Regions from separate parts of the Mus musculus genome. Here regions 1 and 2 are each linked to region 3. A link is a contact called in public HiChIP or PLAC-seq data. All regions are on one chromosome and are shown on one strand. Each heading gives the region's core, a stretch centred on a gene start, on an enhancer-like site or on the middle of the called end of the contact. The rest is flanking DNA. Distances are from core to core; before and after follow the strand shown.

Evidence for each region. HiChIP or PLAC-seq counts read pairs in DNA pulled down with a chosen protein or histone mark.
Region 1: an H3K27ac HiChIP or PLAC-seq map of embryonic stem cells shows a contact between it and region 3, with 12 read pairs. The contact joins the enhancer-like site here to the promoter of Pafah1b3 in region 3. A contact is called at or near these places in 12 of 39 promoter capture datasets (the C10 cell line, cranial neural crest, embryonic stem cells and 6 more), 1 of 15 datasets of contacts at CTCF or cohesin (embryonic stem cells), 6 of 484 Hi-C or Micro-C datasets (B cells, CD4 T cells, CD8 T cells and 3 more), 11 of 115 datasets of contacts at active chromatin or transcription factors (CD8 T cells, bone marrow-derived macrophages, embryonic stem cells and 3 more) and 3 of 9 other capture datasets (adipose tissue, liver and pancreatic islet).
Region 2: a contact with region 3 is called in an H3K27ac HiChIP or PLAC-seq map of embryonic stem cells, with 6 read pairs. The contact joins the promoter of Cnfn here to the promoter of Pafah1b3 in region 3. A contact is called at or near these places in 22 of 39 promoter capture datasets (the 3T3-L1 cell line, the C10 cell line, the HPC-7 cell line and 16 more), 21 of 484 Hi-C or Micro-C datasets (the C2C12 cell line, CD4 T cells, CD8 T cells and 16 more), 16 of 115 datasets of contacts at active chromatin or transcription factors (the SCID.adh cell line, cardiomyocytes, craniofacial prominence and 10 more) and 4 of 9 other capture datasets (adipose tissue, embryonic stem cells, liver and 1 more).

The regions. Positions count from the first base shown.
Region 1 is chr7:25,185,870-25,190,107 of GRCm38.p6, forward strand. No RefSeq gene overlaps it. Among named protein-coding and RNA genes, the nearest start is that of Mir7048, 30 kb to the right of the region's middle. Within about 2 kb of position 1,997, at least 17 of the 459 cell types and tissues checked have an H3K27ac peak or open chromatin away from gene starts, as enhancers often do. A contact at or near this core is called in bone marrow-derived macrophages and embryonic stem cells, where this site is marked.
Region 2 is chr7:25,366,727-25,371,225 of GRCm38.p6, forward strand. Cnfn (cornifelin) reads right to left here and starts at 2,998. Exons shown (of 4, transcript NM_001081375.1): 1 at 2,939-2,998; 2 at 1,640-1,750; 3 at 1,240-1,376; 4 at 890-1,111. The coding sequence starts at 1,748. The coding sequence ends at 1,022.
Region 3 is chr7:25,295,832-25,299,780 of GRCm38.p6, forward strand. It overlaps Pafah1b3 (platelet-activating factor acetylhydrolase, isoform 1b, subunit 3), which reads right to left and starts at 2,155. Exons shown (of 5, transcript NM_001357350.1): 1 at 1,541-2,155; 2 at 1,255-1,344; 3 at 490-606; 4 at 290-412. The coding sequence starts at 1,621.

The DNA of each region.
Region 1 (4,238 bases), core at 747-3,246, 110 kb before region 3:
GTGTGTGTGTGTGTGTGTGTACATCATACTATACCTATCTCAAACAAATTAAAATCAGTGAGTTAGGGTCTTCTGTGGCATTGCATACCCCCAGCACTGGGAAGGCAGAGGCAGACTGCTCGACGTGAGTTCAAGGCCAGGCTATGAGTTTCCATCCCTCTACTCCACTCTCTATCTTTCTCTCTCCATACATTAAATAATTCTTTCTGTCTATGTGTTACATGTATTAAGTAATTTTTTTTTAATTGGAGAGTTTGGGGCTAGTGAGAAGGCTCGGTGGGTAAAGATACTGACAGCCTGAGTGTGAGTCTCAGGATTTGCATGGTGGCAGGAGAGAACCCATACCTGCACACTGTCCCCCAATATCCTCAGGCATGCCATGCATTTGTAGACCCCATAAGTTAAAAACAAAAAAAAGCATTAATTTTAAACTTGGTGACATTGGGTGCATAAAAACCATACTGTGTGCTGGAGGCTTCTGGAAAGAGATGACGCCTGAGATAAGACATGATCAAGAGGGAGAAAGATGAGGAGTGTTCCCCAGTCAACAAGAACACTTGCCAGACATGGTGGAGGGCACCGCAATCCCAGCACTTGGTGGGCAGAGGCAGGAGGTTCAGGCCTATGATCCAAGCTGCTTAGGAAGTTAAAGCAGAAGGATCATAAATTAGTCCAGGAAATAAAATAAAATGTGGGGAAATGGCTGAAGGGAAATGCTGCAAAAAGTGCATTGCCTTTGCAGAGGATCTGAGTTCGATCCCCAGCACCCACCCCAAGCAGGTCACAACTCCATGGAATTCTAGCTCCAGGGGGTCCAACAGCTCCTCTGGTCTCCAGTTACCCCCACATATTGTGTACATATAACAACACACAAACACATAGTTGGAAATAATAATGCAATGATAAATGGGAGAAAACAAGATTCAAGGAAACAAATAAATAAAGTAAATCCCACAGGGGAAGCGCTTGGTTTGCATTCACAGGGCCCTGAGCTTTCTCTGTGCACTAGAAGGGGGACGCTAAAAAGAGAGAGGCTGTCTTAAAATATCCTTGACCACCTTGACCACGTAGTAAGTTCAAGGCCAGTTCGGGCTATGTGAGATGGTATCAAAGAAAATTCAGGAAGGAGGGGCTGGAGAGTCAGCTCATCAGCTAAGAGCTCTGGCTCTTCCAGAAGACCCAGGTTTGATTCCCAGCCCCCCATGTGGTGGCTCAAAACCATCTGTAACTCCAGTTCCAGGGGATCTGGCAACCTCTTCTGGTCTCTGCAGGCACCAGGCCAAATGTGATACACACATATGCAGGCAAAACACCCATACACATAGAATTTTGTAAACATTTAATTAAAAAAAAAAAAAGACAGGAAGGAAAACAAAACAAACAAATTGGGTGTGGGACTTGCCTACAATCCCTGGGAGGCTGAGGCAGGGGGATGGAACATATGAGGTTTTCCTGGGCTACATAGACAGACCTTGTACTGATAATATTAATATTGATTAATAGTAACTATTAATTAATATTTATGTAGAAAGATGTGGTGGTGTAACCTTTTAATTGGAGAAGCAGAGACAGTTGGATCTCTGTGAGTTCAAGGCCAGCCTGGTCTACATAGAGAGTTCCAAGACCAGCCAAAGCTACACAGTGAGAACGTTTCAAAACAAACAAACAAACAAACAAACAAGCAACAAACAACTCCTTCCCCCTCCCCAATTTAAACAAACCAAGAGACAGTGAAGACACAACCCCAGGGCTACTGAGACATGGTGTCAAATAAGCTATCTACATCCCCAATGGTCCATGGGGATTCTCTAAGACAGGAATGGGAACTGTCCGAAAAGAGTCCCCTGCCATCTTTCAGCTCCCTTCACTTGGGAAAGCTATCCAACTACCAAGTAGCCTCAACTGCGTCGGAGCTCCCTAAGTCTCTGACCACATCAGCCAGGCTTGCTGATCACAGTCAACGCTCTGGAGTCCATGTGGCTGCTGCCCCCTGGTGGCCAGAGTGATGCATTACCAACAACTCCGTGGCCAAGCCCAGCCTGACCCTTCAGGAGCCCAGGCCAGACCACTCCCATCACGCGCCTTCTCAGGCTCCAGGCCAGCCCACATCTTAAATCCAACATGAGCTTTTCAACCCTACCTGGCTTCCCTTCTTTGCAGCATACAACCGCAATCATATTCAAAAGTACGCTCTCAGCAGCCAAGAAGGCCTGATTTCTCAGTTCCGTGCAAGCTTGAATCATCCCGTCCCCACCCCCCACCCCACATCTGCTATCTCCACGGCGGCAATCCTAAATTTGTCTACAGTTTAGCACTCCCTCCCAAAGCCCCTCTTGAAAGCAATTCCAAATTAACATCTCAAATCGGTGCATGCAGCACACCCAGACACGGGTTCCTGCCCCCTCCACCCCCCTAGTCAAGTTAATTCAGATAAACGACCCCCATCCTTGACCTGTTTCTCCTCCTCACATCCAGTCAGGCTCAAAGTTCCAGCCAATTCCCCAACCGCCTTCCTTAATAGTAAAATGAACTTTAGCTGTGTGAGTCGACACGTGCCTGTACTCTACCACTGAGAAGGCAGAAATGAGTAGGTGGAGATTCAAGGCCAGCCTGAGCTACATAGTGAGACCCTGGGGCATGGTGGCTCAGGCCTGTAATCCCAGCTTCCTTGAAGGCTGAGGCAAGGAGACCGGAAGTTCAAAGCCTGTCTAGGCACTTTAATGAGAGCATCTCAAACACAGAGGTGGGAGTGGACATGGCCCTCACCGTTAGTTCCAGCACTCAGGAAACAGAGACAGGCAGAGCTTTATGAGTTCAAGGATAGCCTGATGATCTACTTAGCCTGTTCCAGGCCAGCCAAAGCAACACGGTGAGACCCTGTCTCAAAACAAAACAAAACAAAACAAAACAAAACAAAACAAAACAAAACAAGACAACAAAAAGGAAAGGGAGGGTCGGGCAGGTGTGAACATCTTCACACCTTCGGGGGACGTGGGAAGATAATTTCTTTTTCAAAAGGTTTGTCTATTTTATATTTTATATTCATTATTATTCTTTATTTATTGGGCGGCAAGAGTATGGTAGTCAGAGAACAACTTGGGAGAGCCCACCTCTGCTTCTTTTTGTCAAGGATTCACAATCCAGTAAGAGAGAGAAATGCATACAGAAATCCCAACCACAGAGTTGGCAAGATGTCAGAGCAAATAAGGGAGCTTGCCTCCCACCCCACCCCCACACACACACCATGGCCTGATCAATTCCCAGGACCCTCGTGAAATCATATGTAACTTGTTTTTTCTTCAATCACAACAGTAGAGTCCCCTGGCATGCAAAACTAACCTGGAGAATTTCCTTGAGGTCTTTTGGTTTGGATTCAGTTGGGTTTTTTTCAAGACAGAGTTTCTTTGTGTAGCCCTGGCTGTCCTGAAACCAGCTCTGCAGACCAAGCTGGTCTCAAACTCCCGCCTGCCTCTGCCTCCTGAGTGTTGGGATTAAAGGCGTGCGCCACCCCCAACCCAGCAGGTTTTCCTGCTGAGTTTTAAAAGGGAAAAGTCTTCTAACAACAAGGAGAAAGGCATTAAAATTAGAGAGAACGCCATGACCGGCGTTCATGTGAGGATTAGTTGTTTGTCTCCCTGTGGAAGGGGTTATTGAAGAGTCAACAGTAAGAGAAAGATGCTGAAGAGACTGCCTGGGGCTCAAACATTAAATATCATTGGAAAGTAGAAGAGAGGAGTCACTGAGGTTTGGTCTTGTATTTTTTTTTTTAAGATTTTATTTATTTATTTATTTACTTACTTACTTACTTAATATATATGAGTACACTGTAGCTCTCTTTAGACACACCGGAAGAGGGCATCGGATCCCATTACAGATGGTTGTGAGCCACCATGTGATTGCTGGGAATTGAACTCAGGACCTCTAGAAGAGCAGTCAGTGCTCTTAATTGCTGAGCTATCTCTCGAGCCCCGGTTTTATTATTATTACTTTTAAAATATGGTATCTGTGATTGAGTCTAAAAACCCACACATTCTGGGCTGGGGGCTCTACCACTGAGCTATGCTCCCCCCCCCCCAGCCCTCTTTTTACATATTTTAAGACAGTCTCACTGAATTTCCAAGGCTGGTCTTGAACTCACTCTGTAGGGCAGGCAGTCCTTGAACTTGCAATCTTCCTGTGTTAACTTGTCAGGGAGCTTGGACAACAGGCCTGTACCAGCCTGGAACCCTGTAGGACCT
Region 2 (4,499 bases), core at 1,748-4,247, 72 kb after region 3:
GGTTACAGGCAGTTGTGAGCTGCTGTGTGGGCTCTGTGAACCAAACTCCTCCCCAAGAGCAGCCAGAGCTCTTAACCACTGAGCCGTCTCTTACAGTTTGTTTATTTTACATATTAAGAATTGCTACCCTCAGAGGTGAAAACAGGCTTGAAAGGGTTTATAAACTCACTAAGATAGCACAGAAATGGCAAGGGAAAGACTGGATCCCAGGGATTCTGAGACCCAAGCATGTTCTAGTTAGCTCCTTTTGCAGGAAATGCTGCCAGGAGAAGTCAGTGAGTTGAGTTGAGGAGGTAGTAATGGACTTCAGTATGATAAGCTAGCTGATGAGGGACTAGCCTTGGGGGCCTTTTTCCAAAGGCCCATCTTGTCTCAAGGCCGATGGGAGAACAGGTTATGGGGAATCCAACTCCCTTTGGGCACTGCACATCTGTGGTATGTTCAGGCACAATACCCATACACATGAAAGTAAAACTCTCTTTTATTATGTCTGTAGATACTGACTGAGCAGGGGAGAGCATTGTTTGAAGAGTTTAACTCTTTTTCTTAATATTTTAAAAGTTTTATTTGAGGCAGAGTCTCAATATGCTGCCCAGGCTGCCCTCATACCATGCAGCCTGGGCCTCTTTTAAATTATCTGCCTCAGCATGCAGAGTGCAGGGTTTGCAGCAGGCTTGGGCATCTATCCGGAGACTGTCTGGGTTGGCTCATTTCAGGATGCGGGCAGTACTTCAGATAGGCCATCTGCAGCCAGGAAGTAATCTACACGGCCAGTCCTATTAAACCCGTCTTGTCTGATACACCTAGCCGCCTTTCATGCATCCCACCCCCTCAGCAAACCTCCCACTGCACCCAGAGTCCTTCCCCGCGACAATAAAAACTTATAGGTGGGGTTGGTTTTCAGGTTTTTATTGTGGGTGTATTTTTTTGGCGGTGGGACAGGGGCAGTGGGACAGGCTTTCCAAGGAGTGGCCTCCCAGGGAGGCCAGGCAAGACCAAGGACCAAGGACCAAGAATGTCCTTACTCTCGGATTTTCAGTTCCCGCGCCATCTGACAGAGGGCGCAGGGCAGGCAAAAGGTGAGGGCAGCCCAGTCGTGCCCGACGGAGCCCTGGAGGGTGGGAAAGAGAGAAATCGAGAAAGGTCAGGAGCTTTGTTCTGGGGTGCCAGGTGGCGGTCCCCAGTCTCAATCCCCGCAGTCCCCAGTCTCAATCCCTGTGGTCTGGGATTGGCGCGCACCTGGATGTGGTAGCGCTCCCTCATGCCGGTGCGCAGAGAGTGCAGACCTCCGGGCAGGTAGGGCGCACAGCAGCACTCCCCAAAGTCATCGGAGATGCGGCAGGCCAGGCACAGCGGGGCGAAAGTGCCGCACAGACCTGGACAGGGCAGAACGGTCAGGTCCCGGGCCTGCTGTGTTTGCCCCCGAGGAGGGCACGCACGGTGGCACGGAGGGGATGCGGGCTTCAGGAGAACAGTTATAGAGAAGGAAACCAAGACCCAAAGCGATCGGGCTCTGGGTGGGGTGGGTGGGGGTCACCGTGAGGAGGCTGAGGGTTGGATAATGGGATCCCAGGCAGAGTGAAGACTGCAGGAGTGTGGCGTGAGTTTCCCTCCCTCCCCATCTTCCTCGGACACTCACAGACGGGCATGTCGTTGCAACAGTCGGTGAGGCCCGTGTGCCAATCGCTGAGCTGTGTCTGGTAGCAGGTGTTGGCGCACTGAGGCTGACTAGTCACTGGATATGACATGGCTGTGGAGGTAAGAGAAGGGGGATCAACAGGCATCCTGGCAGGACCTTCTGAGCCGCGCCACCCCTGCCGCCCTTCCTTCTGCCGGGCAGTCTGGGCAGGCCACCTGGCCGCCCACTAGAGGAAACATCACTGTACCTCCTCCCCATTCCTATCTGTCACATTTGGTCATCAACACCCCTAGTCTGTCTCTGCTGCTGTTGCCAACTACACATCTGGTTGAGCCAAAGTCAGGAGGGAAAGTGGGCACCACAGCTGGGCAGAGCCTCGACTTGGCTACACATACCACCACCTCCTCCTCCATGACTGGGCTCCAACATTTCCTGGGGCCTCTGGGGTAGAAGCAAGTGCCATTTGTTTTCGAAGCCAGGGTGCCCAGGGTAGGGAGGCAGCCAGGTTCCTGGCACCTAGAGGGTTGCTGGTGCATTCAGTGACCCCACCTTTGCCTTTCACGTGGTCGTGCATCTCAAACTGCATCTTGCTGGCCCTGAGGAGGTGGCTGCTGTGTGAACGGCTGCAGGGGACGGCTACGGCAACAGCAATGTAGTCTGTCCAAGGGATGCTGGATACTAGGCAGGGGAGGGCAAGGGACTAGGGCACTGGGGGAGACGAACTCTCAGGGGGGGAAGGGAGCTGAAGAGAAAGAGGCCAAGTTAACCTGTTGGCTGGGATGGCTAGGTGGGCGAACTACTCGCCCATCGTTTTAACAGCTGCCCGACAGACCCCAGAGGACCCTTCTTGGAGCAGAGGCAGAGTTGGAGAGAGACAAATCCTTGTCTAGGGAGAGCAAAGGCAGCCAGGAATGGCAGAGACAGATGGGAAAGAACTCTGAGCCAGGTGCTCGCAGAGACACTGTGAGACAGCCACAAGCGTGGAACATGGTACCTCTACAAGCTGATTTTACAGAGGGCTATAGGCTCAGAGACAGAAGAGAAATGCCTGATGATGGACCCATCCAAACAGGCTCTGAGACTGGGTGCTGGGCCCCAGAATTTCTAAATCCAACTCTGTACCAGTCAGGTTGGAAAGGTGAGACTGGGGAAGTGAAGCGTTGAGAAAGAGTAAGATGATCCCAGTCAGCGGCAGTCAGTCAGAGGCAGTCAGGGAGACAGAGCTGTGAGCCAGATAGGCAGAGAACCGAGCGGAGGTGCCTGCCAGAGAGCAGGGACTTAGGGAGGAGATGGTCCTACCTGCAGATCCACGTGAGGGGATGGAGATAGAGGTTCTTGGTGACAGCAGACACTAAGTTCTCAGTGTGAGGCCAGGAGCTGCTTATATGGGCCAGGCCACACAGCCCTGGGCGGGGCTCTGACAGAGATGCCAAGGGAGACTAGCCGGTCTGCCTGACCCTCTTCCCTTCCCCCTGGATTTTCCATCCTCCCTCTCCTCTCTGTTCCCCACACCCCACTTCCCCTCTTGTCTCATCTCTCAGGACTGAAGACCTGCGGCAGAGGTAGAAACAAGAGTGGGAAGAGATAGAAACAGAGTCAGAGATGGAGAATGTACAGGAAGAAGGAGACTGGGGAAGAGGGAGCAGGGACCCAGGGCAGGGGAGATAGGGAAGATGAGTGACTGGAGATGGGAATTGAGAGGATGGAGACAGGTAGACACAGATGTTGAGAGACAGAAAACTGCAAGATCTGGAGAGGCAGGGAGAGAGTGAGGGGTTAGGGAGGGATGCCTGGTGTGTTATACAGAGTGGGAGCGGGTTCCTCCCCAGTGTTCGGTTCAAGGCCCGGAGGCATGGGGTCAGTGGGGGACAGTCACGTGTTTTAGGGGGCGATTCATGTGAGGACCAAAGTAAATATTGCACCTCATCTCTGCTTCAAATGGGAAGGGAGGGGGCTGGGGACTGACAAGAAACCTGGGGGTTGTGTCTGGCCCCAGTTAACACCTGAGTGCGATGGGAGCAGAGATGGGGAGGTCTGGAATGTGAATCTGAGGGAGGAGGTATGGGACCTAGACTCCTGGGTCTGAAGGGGGAAAGCTGATACTGGAGTCTGAGAGAGGAGGCTGGGATCTGGAACCTGGGTCTGAGGGAAGAGTCTGGATCCATGAACTGAGGGAGGAGGGCTGGGGTTGAGACCTATGAGTCTGAGGGAGAAGGGCTGAGCCTGGGCCTCTTAATCTAAAAGAGGGTCTAGACTCTGGCGACCCTAGTCTAGGCTGTGTGTTCCTCGAGAGCTAGATCCAAATTCCCAATGAATTCCTCAGGGATTAAGGGACTGGGTCTTGGGTACTTGATTCACCAAAGTTTCCCCTCAACAGGCCTGACAGGGTTGTAGGTGACTCAGTAAGGAAGCGGCATTAGAGTTGGGTGGGGTTCCTACCATGGGTGTCACCCCCAAAATATAGGAGGCACCAGAAAATCGGGGTGTCAACTCTAGAAGAGGTTGTGTCACCATGCCACAGTGTGTGGGTATGAGGGGACAACAAATGGATCACCTGCCAGCCTGTGATCTGGACGGCCTATGACCACAGCTTTCTCCACATATCCAACACTCTGTCTCCTGGCACCACCCAAATGGCTGACTGGCTGTGGCCCCAGACTTATGGTAGTGAGCATCATTTTGCTTGCGCGTGTCTGTCTTTTGGGGTGATGCCGACATGCATGGGTGGCATTGCCCACTTCAGCTCTGAGTCCCCATCCACTTATCTTTGCATCTTTATTCCCCCCCACCCCCGCTTTTGTTTTGTTTTTGAGACAGGCTCTCACGTATCCAAGGCTGGTCTCTGACTCACTGTGTAACT
Region 3 (3,949 bases), core at 905-3,404:
CGTGCACCACCATCACTAGCCCATAGCCACTCTTAAAGTGTAGAAATTTTTTACCAGACACTTTGTGGGAGACCACTGTGCCAAGGTGTCCATAACTGTGTCAAGTACAGCAGGTTTGCCACTTTTTTTTTTTTAAAAAAAACATTTAAAGGCAACGTCTTGTCATATTGCCCAGAACAACCCTTAGCTCAATTATCCTCCTGCCTCAGCCCTTCAAGTGCCAGGGTTATAGGCATGTGCCACCACAACCGCTGCCCCTTTTCCTTTGCCACTCTTCCAAGGCTCTCACCAGCACAACCACCCGTGCCTGGGGCTGCAGCTTGTTCACCAGTTGTACGATGGCTTTGATGCCACCTGTCACTTGTTCTGCTGTGTGGCTATGGTTGTTGGTGCCCACCCAGACCACCACAATCTGTGGAAAGAGTGACACAAATCAATAGTAAAGAAGCAGGCAAAAAAGCGGCTAGCCCACCACCCAGGCCTCCTTACCTTGGGCCGGATGTGCTCCAGCTCCCCGTTCTCAAGCCGCCAGAGTACATGCTGTGTGCTGTCACCACCAATGCCAAAGTTAAGTGCATGCAGAGGTGAGAAGAGCTCCCGCCAGATCTGGGGTCAAGAAATGACGTAGACACTAGCCACCACCCTCTGTCCAGGCCATTATGGACATATCATTATGGATTAGCCTTACTTTATGGACAAGGTCCGGTTAAATCTCAGCTTGACCAAATCCGGAATCATGGAACTTATTACTGCTTCACTTTAACCAAAATTCACAGAAGTTACGTTCATTTTATGAAGATCCTGTCTGCTTTAAGTATACACAGAGCTAATGGCAATACAACTGAACCTCATTGTGGGGTGGGGGGGAAAGCCATTGTAGCTAAACGTCTTAGGGACTTTATTACTGATAAAGTCTTTGCAGAATACCATTACAATCAACCTTCACTTTCTGTAAAGCTATTACAACTTCGAGTAAACCCAACAGGGGCTGTGCCCCACCTTAAACAAACAATGAAAAGCCCTCACCTGACACAATCTTGAAGGAACGCCTCAATTTAACTCGACAGAGACAAACCCAACCCGACAAACTCAGGGCACACACTTCATTCTCAGCAGACATGTACATGGGGTTCTTAGATTCCTGCTACCACGGGCATTTCTGTACCCCTTATCTTGTCTTATCAGGTTCTGGGCTTGAAGTGCCAGTGAGGGTGCATGCCTGGATGAGGAAGGAGGAAACGGGTGGACCCTCACCTCACATTGGTGCATTAGCTGAACCAAGGAGTCCCCGATAAAGACTACTTCGGGTTCCTTGTCTTTGCTGTCCGCTACAAACCGATGGTGCTGCAGAGAAAGCCAGAAAGAGTCAAAGGCACGCACGCTCCAGGCCCCGCCCCACCCCGCTGCCTCAGGCGGAACAACCCCAAACAACCCAAACCAGGCTGCCCACCTAGGTGAGGAGGAGGATGTCACGAAGCAGTTCTATAGACATACACGCCCCCCAAGCCCCTAACCCTGGGGACCACGCGCGGTCACTCACCAGAGACATCCAGCGCCCGTCACCCTGCACGTCTTGCACAGGCGTGGGCTTGCTGGCCGGGTTCTCCCCTTCCCCACTCATCCTCAGCACCGCAGCCCCCTGGGGATGAGAGTGGAGTCCGCCCGGGAAAGCTCCGCGAGGACGTGGATCCGCCACGCCCACCCCTACCTCTCGGGCCAACACAATGGACCGTCCTGCCGCGCTCGCTCGCGCGTAGGGCGAAGGCCGAGCCCAGACGCCGCCTCCTTTCGCAGACTAGAAACCGTCACGTAGGAAGGAATCCTCGCTCCCCTCCCCCGATGGAGGCCGCAAAGTGGGCTCGTCTGCCGCTTCCCGCCGGGACCCCTTGCGGCCACGGGGGCCCAACGCAGGGGGGAGGGGCAGGCGAGACCAAGCGGCACTCGTGGCAGGGGAAGAGGGGGCGCAGACAAGAGAGACACAACCCAGAGTGGACGGAAAGGGGCAGGGTACCTGTAAAGCCGACAGGGACCAGGGACAATCTAGCGCCCTCCGTCCGAGGAGGAAATCATTTGCTGCAGGGCCAGAAAACTCCGGAAGAGACCACCTACGGGGGTGTGTGTGTGTGTGTGTAACCCATTCACATAGGAGAGGGAGTGGACGAGCTCATTCCTAGATCCGCGGAGGGGGTGGCTCTTAGACACCTGGGAAGGGACGCTCCCATTTCTTACTGGTGTAGGGATTTGAAAGGAAGCTAGCCAAACTGGGCGGTGGTGGCACACGCCTTTAATCCCAGCACTGGAGGGAGCCAGAGACAGGTGGATGTACTAGTTCGAGGACAGGCTGGTCAACAGAGTTCTAGGACAGCCAAGGCTACACAGAGAAACTCCCGTCTTGAAAACAAAAACAAAAAGAAGTGAAGCTGGTGGAGGCAGCACCAGAGTGGCTTTGAGGGGACTTCCCTATTTAAAACTTTCTGTTTTCTTTTGAGATGAGATTTCACTCTGTAACTTTAGCTCTCATGGAACTTGCTATAAACAGCAGGCAGGCCTTGAATTCACAGAGATCTACCTACCTCTGACTCCTGAGTGCTAAGATTAAAGCTGTGTGCCACCAGGCCAAGCCCAACACTAAGGCTTTGTTATTGTTATTTATTATTTATTTGTTATGTATATGTATATACGTGTGTGTGTGTGTGTGTGTGTGTGTGTGTGTGTGTCTTTTTTAAGGTAGGGTTTTTAAGGTAGGGTTTTTCTGTATGACAGAGCCCTCCCTGGCTGTCCTGGACTTGCTTTGTAGACCAAGCTGGCCTGTAGAGTGGTGGTATTATAGGTATGTGCCACTAGACCCAGCTTCAACATTAGTTTTTTAGTGGTATAAAATCTCAAATGCATATCTTCATGCCTCAGAGGCACCATCAGATCTATGTGAAAGAGGTGCAGAAAGATCAGAAATTGGAGATGGCTGCAAGGCCCAGCCCAGGTCCAACTTGGCATCCGTCCTGCAGATCACCTTGCACCTCCTAGGCCTCTGTTCCTCTCTCTAGATACAAAGTTCCATCATCAACTTCAGGTGGGTGGCTCTGGACTCCAAATCCCATGTCTGTAGCCAAGGCCACTTTCTATCATCTTCTTTCTTTCCCTGGCTCAAACTAAACCCCAAATCGCAGTGTTTTCTCAGATGCCCAGGGTCTCCCTCACCCCTAAATGGCCTAGTTGTTTTCTGGCAGCCCCACCTAGCGACTGAACTTTCAAACCTATCCATTCCTTCTTGTTGGCTTGATACTAAAGTAGTGAAGAGTTTTATTTATTGTGTTCACATTCTGTCTCAATCTCTTTCCCTAATCTGGACCTGGCATGAAGTTATTACTAAACAAGTGCAGTGCTTGCAGAATGATATTAGTTACATTAATGGTCAGATCCTGGCTATCTCCATCCATGTGTTGGAGAGAGAGACTCAGACATGACTGAGAAAGGCCCGGGACTCTGAGGCTTTGTGTTTCTCTAGAACAGAACTTCTTTCCTGTGTGCTTGTTTGGAGGTACGGTCTCATGTATGAGATGACTTTAAACTCACCATCCTCCAGCCTCTACCATGGTGAACAGGGCTTCCTCAACTTTTTCTACTTGAGCCCCACTTTTGCCTGAGAAAGTTTTTGGTTTTGATTTTTTTCTTTCTAAATAGGAGGTCTTACTATGTAGCTTAGGCTACCCAGAACTCATTGTGTAGACCAGACTAGCCAAATCTACCCTAGTGATGGCAATAAAGGTGTGCTCAACCATTCCAGCCCAAGAAAGCTGTGTGTGAGTGTGTGGTTGTGTGTGAATTTGAGTGTGTGTGTGTGTGTGTGTGTGTGTGTGTTTATATCTTTGTAAGATTATATGTGCATTTGAAGGCAGGTGACTGCAGAAGTCAGAACCGGGTGTCAGATCTCCTAAAGCTGGAGTCAAAG